Linked DNA regions of Rattus norvegicus: region 2 is linked to region 1. The links are chromatin contacts, called in public Hi-C maps. All regions are on one chromosome and are shown on one strand. Each heading gives the region's core, a stretch centred on a gene start, on an enhancer-like site or on the middle of the called end of the contact. The rest is flanking DNA. Distances are from core to core; before and after follow the strand shown. Region 1 overlaps Rpl12-ps2 (ribosomal protein L12, pseudogene 2). Region 2 holds the start of Rnf13 (ring finger protein 13).

The links. Hi-C and Micro-C count contacts between places; a contact is called where the count stands out from the background.
Region 2: a contact with region 1 is called in a Hi-C map of liver, with 2.4 times the contacts expected there. The contact joins the promoter of Rnf13 here to the enhancer-like site in region 1. A contact is called at or near these places in 4 of 12 Hi-C or Micro-C datasets (frontal cortex, kidney and liver).

Annotation. Positions count from the first base shown.
Region 1 is chr2:144,032,728-144,038,277 of GRCr8, forward strand. The region is part of intron 1 of Rpl12-ps2 (ribosomal protein L12, pseudogene 2); the gene reads right to left. The region is part of intron 2 of Ankub1 (ankyrin repeat and ubiquitin domain containing 1); the gene reads right to left. Among named protein-coding and RNA genes, the nearest start is that of Ankub1, 9.1 kb to the right of the region's middle. Within about 2 kb of position 3,689, at least 6 of the 93 cell types and tissues checked have an H3K27ac peak or open chromatin away from gene starts, as enhancers often do. A contact at or near this core is called in liver, where this site is marked.
Region 2 is chr2:144,075,184-144,080,708 of GRCr8, forward strand. It overlaps Rnf13 (ring finger protein 13), which reads left to right and starts at 2,788. Exons shown (of 10, transcript NM_001109444.2): 1 at 2,788-2,859. All of the region lies in intron 1 of Rpl12-ps2 (ribosomal protein L12, pseudogene 2), which reads right to left.

The DNA.
Region 1 (5,550 bases), core at 2,439-4,938:
TAATAACAATAGATAAGTAGGATTAAGAGCAGGCCAGAATATTAATTATCCTCTGATGATAAAGAAAAAGGTCTCGAGTCTGTGCATACATACAGACTCTGCAGCAAGTAATAACAAGGGAGGGTGGCAAAATAGCTGGTAGCATAGAAGAAAATCAGAAGTGACTGGAAAACTTTGTTATCTGTGAAGCTAGATTCTTAAGTTTTTGGAAATGCCTTCAAATCTGCTATCCCCTCCCCCTGCTTTTTTTTTTTTTTTTTTTTTTTTGGCACTTGAACTTTGTTTCCTAGTTTTTTATCAATGGACACAGATGACATCCTAGGCTCATTTCTAATGCAGGGAGAAATAGTTTCAATTGTGCTATTGTAACCACATGTCCACCATTTGATAAACTTTGTGTTCTTTTAGTAGCTTGAGGTGTGGTGGCAGGAGAGAGTTCTGTCCTTGATTGTGTGGGGAAAGGCGCATGCACATGCCTGTGGGAGGCACAGCAGCCCTTGTGCTTATGGATAAGCAGTAAGAGAACTAGGAATGTTAAATGCTATCTATGTGGCTGAGACTTTGTGCTATCTATGTGGCTGAGACCACACTTAATGATCCTTATCACAAGCTTATCAATCTAGAGAGTCTAGATAGAGAATCTCTATGGACAGTGTCACATGTAGTCCATCTAGAGAACCCATCTTTATGGAAGCCATCACATGTATTTTTACAAGGAGTTCAAGTGGAGTTATGACTTTTTCTTGTACACATAGGATTGAGTTATTTGTCACCAGAAAAAAATTTCACTAAGCTGTGGTGCGCTTAAAAGATGCCTAAAGTAAACTACTCAGGTTCGAACTCTTGAACTTTCAACCAACACTGGCTACTCAGTCATGTTGAACCAAGCTACTTTTTTGCCTCTTGCAGTAGCAGAGATAGCCTGCTGCCCCTGCAGATGTCAACTAATAGTACCCGTTAACTTAATGATAAGACAGAATGCATCACAGAATAGGCATCTCTCTGGAAGATAATATCTATGGGCCCCAGGATGGGTCTATGGATAGACACACTTACCACGAACTCTAATGACCTGAGTTCAATACCTGGGACACACGTGATGGAAGGAGAAAACCAACTCCCTTCAACTGTCTACTGACCTCCACATGCACACTATAGCATGTGTGCATGTGTGTACTCACATGTGCACACACTCAAATACATAAATATTTTTTAAAGAGAGGGTGTCTGTAAGCGAAGGCATCGTTCTGCCTTCATACACGATATCCTCCTCCCCAAGCATTCTGAACAAGACAGGTTGTTTAGCTATGCCCAAGTATGTCAGGTGCTGTGGTGTTTTGGATATGCTTGGCCCAGGGAATAACACTATTAGGAAATGTGGCAATGTTGGAGTATGTATGGCCTTATTGGAGGATATATGTCATTGTGGAGGTGAGCTTTGAGTTCCTATGCTCAAGTTCTACCCAGCACAAAAGAGAAAGTCTTCTGCCTTTGGGTCAAGATGTAGAACTCTCAGCTCCTTCTCTAGCTCCATGTCTGCCTGGATGCTGCCATGCTTTCTGCCATGATGATAATGGACTGAACCTCTGGAACTGTAAGCCAGCCCCAATAATTAAATGTCTTTTATAAGAGTTGTTTTGGTCATGGTGTCTCTTCACAGCAATGAAAACCCTAACTAAGACAGATGCTGTTAGATAAATAAAACCATAAATAAATCATGGTTGGACATATATAAGATTAAAATTTTCCAGAGGTCCACTTGCTACCACATGGCAGGTGGCATGGGCAGGCAGAAAGCACCCACGGCTGTGGAGAGATGGGAGAAAAAGAGAAGTGGAATGGTTTGAGCATTATGAAGAGAGGAAGAACTGGAAATGTGAGGGAGGTGAGGAACAGCATGATGTCAGCAGCCTGGAATAGTCTTTGCTGCCACCTGAGGCCATGGTCACGTCCCAGCTTGCGATACCACCGAGGGCCATGTTGTGGTCCATGGCCTTGCAGATGCAGGGGTTTCTGTTGATGTCCATGGCCCATGTTACCCTCAATGGCCACGCGAATGACGTTCCTAGTCTGTCCTGCTACCTGGGGCCAAGTTGATATCCCAGGGCTGTGCAGCATTGGCCTAGCCCCTCACTGTCTGTGGCACACAGGAAAGCTGGCCCCTCCTCTAGCTGGCTGCAGCATTCAGGGGAACAGAGCGTGGGAGAAATGCTCTTCTCCTCCCTCACCACCTGCAGCAGACAAGAGGTCTCGAGGACTTGAGAGCATGAGAGCTGGCCCCACCCCTTGCTGGCTGTGACGCTTGGGTGAACTAGCAGAGGCAGTGCTAGAAGGCTTGCCCTGATGGTGTGGGTGCATGAGAGCTGGCAGATTGACCAGCTCAGCTACCGCTTAGGTCCAGATCCAGGGCTCCGAATTGGCCCACCCCAACCTCTACCCCATCTGTGAACTGTTGGAGCACATGAAGGGGTCAGCCCAGCAAATCCAAAACTGCAGCATCTCCATGACACAGGGCAACAACAGGATATCCCAGTGGAGTCCCAATGAGGATCCAGTATTGACGGTGAAGGGGAAGTCAGAGGCTTCCAAACAGATCAATGACCCACTGCAGTGAACATTTGCAAGTAAAGATGTTTGGACACATTGTGACACACTGCAGATGTTTTTTGTTTGTTTTGTTATCTTTATTTTTTGTTTACTTTTGAGGGAGAGGTTGCAAGGGTGGAGGATGAATATGAGAGGGGAGATGAATGGGACTGGGGTGCATGATGTGAGATCCATAAAGAATCAGTAAAATGTTTTTTAAAAGTATGATGCACACGACCTCTTCTTACAAGAGACAGTGGACTACACACTGGACAGCAGCTGGTCTTTCAATTTCCCCAAACAACAAACACCCAAACCAATGAGCACCTCTGACAAGATCTAATCCTGTATGTTTCCAAACATGATTTATTTTTCTCTTTTATGGAAACTAAAAAAAAACCCAGATAATTCACTTGGGGTGGAACTTCGCAATAAAGAGCTTGGTTGCTCGGTATAGAAGAGGCTCTGGGATCAATCACTGACATCCAGGTTTGCAAACAATCAAACAAGTAAATAAATACACAAATAAGAAATCTCTAACAACAAAACAACAACCGAAGATTCCATTTTTTCCCCCTTGGGAAAAAAACCCACAAACAAACCAGTATGCTATGGTGGACCACAAACTCAAAGGTTTAATTTTTCAGTCCAAACAAATGTATTCTATTTCAGGATCACAGTTCCTTTCTTTGTCTTCAGAAAGTAGATGTAAACACACTAGAAATAATACGTGCACATTAGCAATGAGATGCAGAATATTTTTTATTAAAAGCAGGCAACACAAATGGAGGTTGATGTGGATCTGAATTCTGCTATCATTCTGCCTCACAAACTTTGCAGAAACCAAAGAAGCAGGAACCTTCTCGGTCTGACCTGGAGTGAACAAAGCAGGAAGCGATGTCTGGTTTCATTAATGGACTGGTCCACTTGAGAAATCAAACAAACTTCCCTTTGTGGACAGCAACTGTCCAGAAAAAGATGTACTTGGAATGTGGTCAACCCAATTATTTCCGTAATTTCGTTCTGGCCCTGTGTCTAGGACACAGAAATGTACTCTGCTACCAGAAGAGAAGAGTAAACACCAGTTCAAACACAAAACCATGGATCTGCACTCTGTCCACCTTCAAAACACGCCAAGTCATAGCAACAAACACTGGGAGCAACCAACCAATGTCTGATCTGACTTGCCATTCTACCAGTTAGAACATATGCGTACATTGCTAGGGTAACCAAGAACCAGAGTCTAGATAACCCAGAAATCTAGGGTAAAACCAGATACTACTAGTCTTAAAAAACAGTAACACTAAAGTGACTCCTAAGGACATTCTGTTACATTCATGGGTATTCAACCAGCTCAGAGATGCTGTCTCTTGCAGCAGACAGGAAAAAAAAATACAGAGATCTACAGCTAGAAATTATCACACACACACACACACACACACACACACACACACACACACACACACACAGAGAGAGAGAGAGAGAGAGAGAGAGAGAGAGAGAGAGAGAGAGCTTAAAACACATAGCTTTAAATGAGACATTACTGTCAAATCCCTTCCCTGAGAGTTCAAAGAATCCCACAAAAGAGGAGCTAGAGGGAATGGTGGAGACAGAGGATGCCAGCAGAGCAAGGCTCTCTAAGCCACCTGAACAGAGTTCATCTGAACTCAGAGACTGAAGCAGCAACCACAGGGCCTACACAGGCCTGTCCCAGTTCCTCTGCATATTCATTATAGTTTTCAGTTTAGTACTTTTATGGGACTTCTGAATGTGAAAAACAGTGTGTCTCTGATTCTTGTGCCTTCTCCTGAAGCTCTTTCTTTTATTTTACTATGGGTCTGTTTTGTCTAATTTTGGTATGGTGGTTTTGTTTTATTATTGTATTTCATTTTGTTAAAAAAAACATTAGAAACCAAAAAGTAACGGCGGACCTTGTGATTATCCAAGTAATGGTGGTTCGGAAGCACCCTGGCCTGCTGACAGGCTGCCAGCCTGTTCGGTGGCTGCTCTGTGGTGTAAGTGATGGCTGTGCACATGCACAACTGTTAAGAGCACTTGCTACTTTTGCAGAGAGCCTGAGTGCAGTTCCCAGCACCCACATGGCAGCTTACAACCATCTAGACCTGCAGCACAGGGGATCTAGTGCCCTTTTCATTTTCTTCAGGGCATTTCCACACACATACACGTAAATAAAAACAAAAATAAATATTAAAAAATTTTAAAAAATGTTCAAAGCCAGAGGGTGGCCTCTCAGAACTTGTTCTATGACCAGATTTAGGTGCCATTTCCAGTTATGTAACTGCAGATCCTGACTTTCTAGTCTTCCTCACATGATTGACAACTACCCAATAGGCTTTGAATAGGTTTCTTTCTGTTTTAATTTTCTGTAGTTTGTTTCTGCTGCTTGTAACTAAGGACAGTATTGTAGAAAGAGAAAAAACAAAGAATACTGGGGAGCAGCTACCTTGGTTTTACTTCATGATATATATCTACATGTACATTTCCTTTTGTTGTTGTGTGGTTTTCTTTCTTTCTTTCTTTTTTTTTAGTTTGTTTGTTTGTTTGTTTTCTTCATCAAGGCAGGGTTTCTTTGTGTAGTTCTGGCTATCCAGGAATTTGCTCTGTAAACCAGCTGTCCTTGAACTTATAGAGAGCCACCTTCCTCTGCCTCTCTATTTGGATATGTTTTAAAAGGAAAACTACTTATTTATTAAGCTTTGGAATTCAACAAGAGTTTCTGACTTTTGTCACATTTCTAACTTTTGCTAAAGTAAGTTAAATGGCTTTCCTAGATTCTCAGAAGACAGAGCTAACTTGCACACAGCAGCCTAATTAAATGTTGCAGAACAAGGATGTTCCTCATATTTGTATTTGATGCACTAAAGCCACAATGTGTTTGCAAAGCAGCCTCTGGTTACCCACCCGGCATAGAGCAAATGCATGTCTGCATTCTTTAGGGCTTGG
Region 2 (5,525 bases), core at 1,538-4,037, 42 kb after region 1:
AGCAGGGCAGAACACACACACACACACACACACACACACACACACACACACACACACACACTGACACAGACACAGAGAGAGAGCAGCCTGGAAAACCATCTCAGAGCTCCCAGACTCTCCTTCTCTCAGAGCCCCTCTCCATGCCAAGCATATGAGAGCTGTTCTGATTCAAAACACACAGAGATCATGTCTCAAAGTAAAATTAAATATAAATATGAAATGAAAATAAAAGGGTTATTTTATGGCTATTCTTGGTTCTCAACTTGACCACATTTGGAGTTAACTAAACCCCCCCAAATGGAGGGCACACTTGTGAAGGACTTTTGCTTAATTTGAAGTTTGAAGATTCACTTCTAATCTAGAACTCTGAGGTAGGAAAACAAGCCTCTGAGCCAGATCTTTTAGTTGGGAAGACGTCTCTAATCCACATCTCTGGAGGTGGGAAGACCGATCTGGCCCACACCTTCTGCTGGAAGCCTATAGACCAGGGAAGAAGGAAGTTTGCTGTCTCTGCTTGCTTGATGTCACCTTGCTAGTGAGTCCGTTCCTACACTAGCACTTGAGCCCACTTAGGGATTCCAGTGTACTGAAGTCCAGGTGACACTACTGGATTCTTGGACTTTTTATTCATAGCCAGCCATTATTGGATTAGCTAGACAACAGCCTTTATTTACATCATTTAATAAATCCCACACGTATTAATATATTCATATATATTCATTCTCTAAGTTCTGTTAGAGAACCCTGGTTAATACACCCTCGAAACAGAAAGCCCAATTAAACACTTTCTTTTATAAGTTGCCTTGGTTATGGCATATTGTCACAGTAAATAAAGACAGTCTTATGTTTCCTGGACTGGCTTTGAAGTTACTATAAAGCTAAAGAGACCCTGTAACTTCAGATCCTCCTGAGTGCTGGGATTTTAGGCCTGCCCCATCACATCCAGATGATTTGTTTTTAGGAGGGAATAATTAGTGTGTGTGTGTTTTTTTAAATCATCACGTACTCTATTAAACTTTTCATATTCTTGAAAAACCACAATTGAAAATATTATTTTCCATTCTGTCTTCTAATTTACCTTCATTCAATACAAGGGGGAGTGTGTGTGTGTGTGTGTGTGTGTGTGTGTATGTGTATATATATCTACACACACATAATTACATAAATATATATGTATATATACATATATACACATACACACACACACACACACACACACACATATATATATAAATTAATCTGCCCAAGTGAAACACAAATACATTAGCTTACTTATTTCTAAGAGAACTATATATTTACCATGGTCTACAGAGCAGACTGAATACAGAAGCAAAATGTTCTTTTCTTAAAAGTCTTTATTTTTTTTTGTCTTTTTAAAAAAAACTTTTTTATATCATGGAAGAAATCTGATTTAATATAAAAATAATTTTGAGAGAATTTAGTTAAAAATGCACCAGAAGGTATCCCCTTTGCAAGTGTATGTGCAGTAGTTACCCTCATTTTCCTAATCTTGACCTTTATGACTTTCGTCAAAGCAGAATTACGAAGTTGTGAATGTCTTCTTCCCAATAAATGAAAAGAATACACCAACTATAGAATTGTGGGCTACACAGCTGAAAATGTTCTTGATGGTCTTTATTTTTCAAACTTGATTCTTTGTTTCTTGCCTTTTTATAACCCAGAGTTAGTGCTTGCTAGTCAAGAGCTCTGCCTGTGAACTCAATCTTCAACCCCTTACATTGGCTTTTTAAAATTGCTTGTGTGGTATAGGTTCTAGTTAAAAAGGCACACGGAAAAAGAGAACAGGAAATCTTTCTATTCCTGTTCCCCACCTACTTAGGGCTCCTGAAGCAAACGAGGCTATAAACTACTCATATCCCTGTTATAACCCAACCCCAAACCCAAACATTTTAATTAAATATTTGATGTCAGTATTATGGGCCTCAAAGATGCCTTATTATTTCAAGCTACAGTAGGACCAGTAGGGCATGTCAGAATCTTTGCATCAAACCGCATTAAAAACAAACAGCAGTAGTTTAGGAGCTGATAATGTCAATGGCCCAATAGGTCATTTAAATTCAAGCATTCTGCCTTTTCAGATTAGGGGGAGAAAAAGTATGAGGGGAACACTAGGGATGGGATTTTGGCTCTTCAAAAGGTGACAAGGTTTTTGAATGTCTGTTCTGAGGACTGAATCGCGTGGTTGGACTTTGGCTAGTCAAGCAGTGAGCTGATCAGCCCGGCTCCCTGCCAGGCCTCGTGGTTCGTGCCTAAACCTCCAGCGGCTAGCTCTAACCCGACCTGGATTCCAGTGCAAGGCGTCGCCCGGCGTTCCCCGCCTTCAGAGCCCGGCTCGCCAGAGGAGCGCAGGACATTTGGCCGCTCTTCGGCCTCGAATCGGTACGGGCCACTCAGACACACAGCCTCCACTAGGGTCTCGCTCTGCAAGCCAATCATCTGCCGACCAGGCTGGAACAGTCCTGGGTGGCTTCTCCACCGCACCCAGGGTTTCCAAAAGCGATCCCTCCTTCATCTTCTCGTTCCTAATAGGGATGATGGATCACGCGGTTCAGAACGACAATCAAAAACTGGGCAGTTCTCCCGACACAGCGGAGGCAGGCAGCGCGACTTTGCGAAAGGGGCGGGGCTGTGACGGGCAACGTCACAGCCCAATAGCGTCTCTTTACCTCCGAGTGTGGGCCAATGAGGCGTGGGAGGCGGGACTTCCGCTCGCCCGCTGTTGTGGTCCCTTCACCGACTTGCTTGGGTAGGGGCTCAGTGCGGATACTCAGTCATGAAGTCCGGGTAGCGACTTCTCTTGGGTGGCCGTGACCCTAGGTTCCGGGGGCCGGACTTCAGGTAAGAGTGTGGCTCCGCAGCGGTAGGCGGGGGTTGTCGGGCCTGGCGGGGAGAACACACCCACTCCGGCCTGGGTGCGGTGGCCGGCGGTGGAGATCGTGGGGCTCCTCGGCTTTGTGCTGTGACAGTATAGGCCCGTGTCGGAGACGAGTCCTTAGCACCCCATCCTGTGGGCTCGTAGGTCTGAAGTTGTGGACCGGCTGTAGATTTTGCTTCCACGGTCTCTTCCAAAGGTGCCCGTGACCTGGAAAGATACTTGGAAGACTTCTCTTGGTTCCAGGACTTTCCTCTGAGTCCTCAGCGAAAATACTCTCGGGACTGTTTTTTCTTTAAAAAAGAAGAAGAAGAAAAAAAAATCTCATCGCTCGCTTCCTTCCTTTCTCATCCACTCCCCTTCCGTAAAAGCTAAGCCTGCAGGCTTAGACGTGACCTTGCTAGGGCCACACAACTGCTTTTTTTTTTTTTTTTTTTTTTTTCTCTCTCCACCCAATCTTGGAAGTCCGAACTTTTGCAAGGACGCTTATTGAGTTGATCTGCCCCTAAAAGGGAAACAACTTTGGTAGCCTTTGCTGCATATTCTCTGCTTGGTTACGGCCATTTGCCCTATTTTTTTTTCTAATCTGGCAGTAGTTAATTTCCTTTAACTCCCGTTTTATCCTCAGTTTCAGCACCGTGGGCAGCTGCTAGGGGCAGATGTCTGGTCCCAAACCTGCCTGGGTGGTACTGCTTGCTCCCAGTGATGCAGCAGTTCCAGTGGAAACTGCGTTCCTTTCAGCAGTGCCGAGAAGACAGCTGCACTTTCTGATACAATACAGTAAAGTGGCCGTGCCTCCCAAGAGCCAGTAGAGACAGGCAATTTAAAGATTTAGGGAAGAGCTTTTCAGACTTTAATTGGCCACAGGGTCATTATTTATTTATTTGAGACAGGGTCCCTAGGTGTAGCCCAGACTGACTTCAAACTTGTCATTCTTTTGCTTCAGCTTACCCAGTTCTGGAATTACGGGACCATCAAGCTTTGTTTAAAGACAGTTTTCAATGAGTCAAAAAGATAACTCCATTACAGAGGAATGCAGCTGGACTGTGGTAGTTAAATAGGAGTTGAGTGTAGAGGGCCACAGGGATTCATTAATCTTTTTTTTTTTTTTTTTTTTTTTTTTGTAATTTATGGTGAAAGAGTCAATTTCAGGCACAGTTTTTGTTTGTTTGTTTGTTAATGTGGATAGTGAGGAAAATGTAAAGTGTATTGAAAAACTGTTTCCAAAGAGTTTCAAATTTGGGGATCAGACTAGACTTAACCCTCCAGTCTTCAGTGACTATGGGAAGGGCTAGTGGGATCGTTTGGTGAGTAGTAGAGATTGCTGTGCAGTCCTAATGATCTGGATTAGATTTCCAGAACCCACACAAATGTGGAAGGGGTGAACTGACTCCATAAAACTGTTCTCTGCTCTCTACATGAATCTTGTGGTATATGTCTTACCTCCCAAGTCATACACACACAATAAGTAAAAAAAAAAAAAAGAAAAAAAGAAAAAAAGGTAAAGCTGTGAAGATTAAATGAGATAAAATATAGTATGTCTGTACATAGTTAAGCTTCATTGAATTGATTATACAGAACTTCAGTCTCTGTATAGGGAATGTTAGTAATGTCGTAGTAGTATGTGTATGTTTTTCTCTGCCTTACTTGAAGTCAACATGATGTCTTGATGTGCGGTGTTAAGTAATGCCATGGTAAAAACCATGGTTAGGGAAATTGAGTATGGGAGGGTTTGGGGTTAACCACTCATTTGTCCTCCTATTTCTGTAAGAATTTTAGAGGAGCCTAGCTTGTTACTAGCATGCAGCCTACTTCCTTTGATATTTCTGCATCTGAGACTAACAGTTTATATCAGCTTTGGGGCACTAATTTCAGCAAAGTGAGGGTAGAGTAGGTGTTTACCTCTTGGGGTAGGTTTATTGAGTTGATCGAGACACTTTATGTTTTGTAGTTTTTATTAGCTGTATATTAACTGGCTTGATAAAATAATGTCATGTTAGCATTAGCTAAAAATAGTTGGCTTTTATAGTAAAGCTTATGACTTTGGACATTTTAAAATTAGGAAATAGTAATATATAGCTGAAAGAAAGTGAGTAAGCCAAAGTTGTGATTTCCACTGTTTGACTTGTTATTACTGAATAGTGCCACATACTGTGGTTTCCTGTGACACAAAAAGGGGAAGGCAGCTAGTAAGCATTGTTACGTTTCTCAGAAGAAACAGGATTGATAGACACGTGAGTTCATTTTAACAAAGCCTGTCCATGAATGATGGTTCTAAATCCACATATTCTGTAGATAATTATTGAACTCACATAAAACATAAAATTAATGTTTTATGAAGATGTTGCACCGCACAGAAATTGATTTGAGAAGAATGAAAGTATGTGGTTGCTATTGTCAAAATTTATGTCGCGGTGTATAAATAATACCTAATAATAAAAATAAGATTAGCTATGAGTCAAATAGGTTTCTAATTACTTTGTATTATCACATACAATTCTCAGATTCATTAGTATGGTAGATAATAGTACAATTATGACTTAAAATTTGTTTTTTTGTATGTGTACACATATGCTCACAGTGCATATGTAGAGGTTGAGGACAACTTGTGGGAGTTGTGTCTTTCTATGAT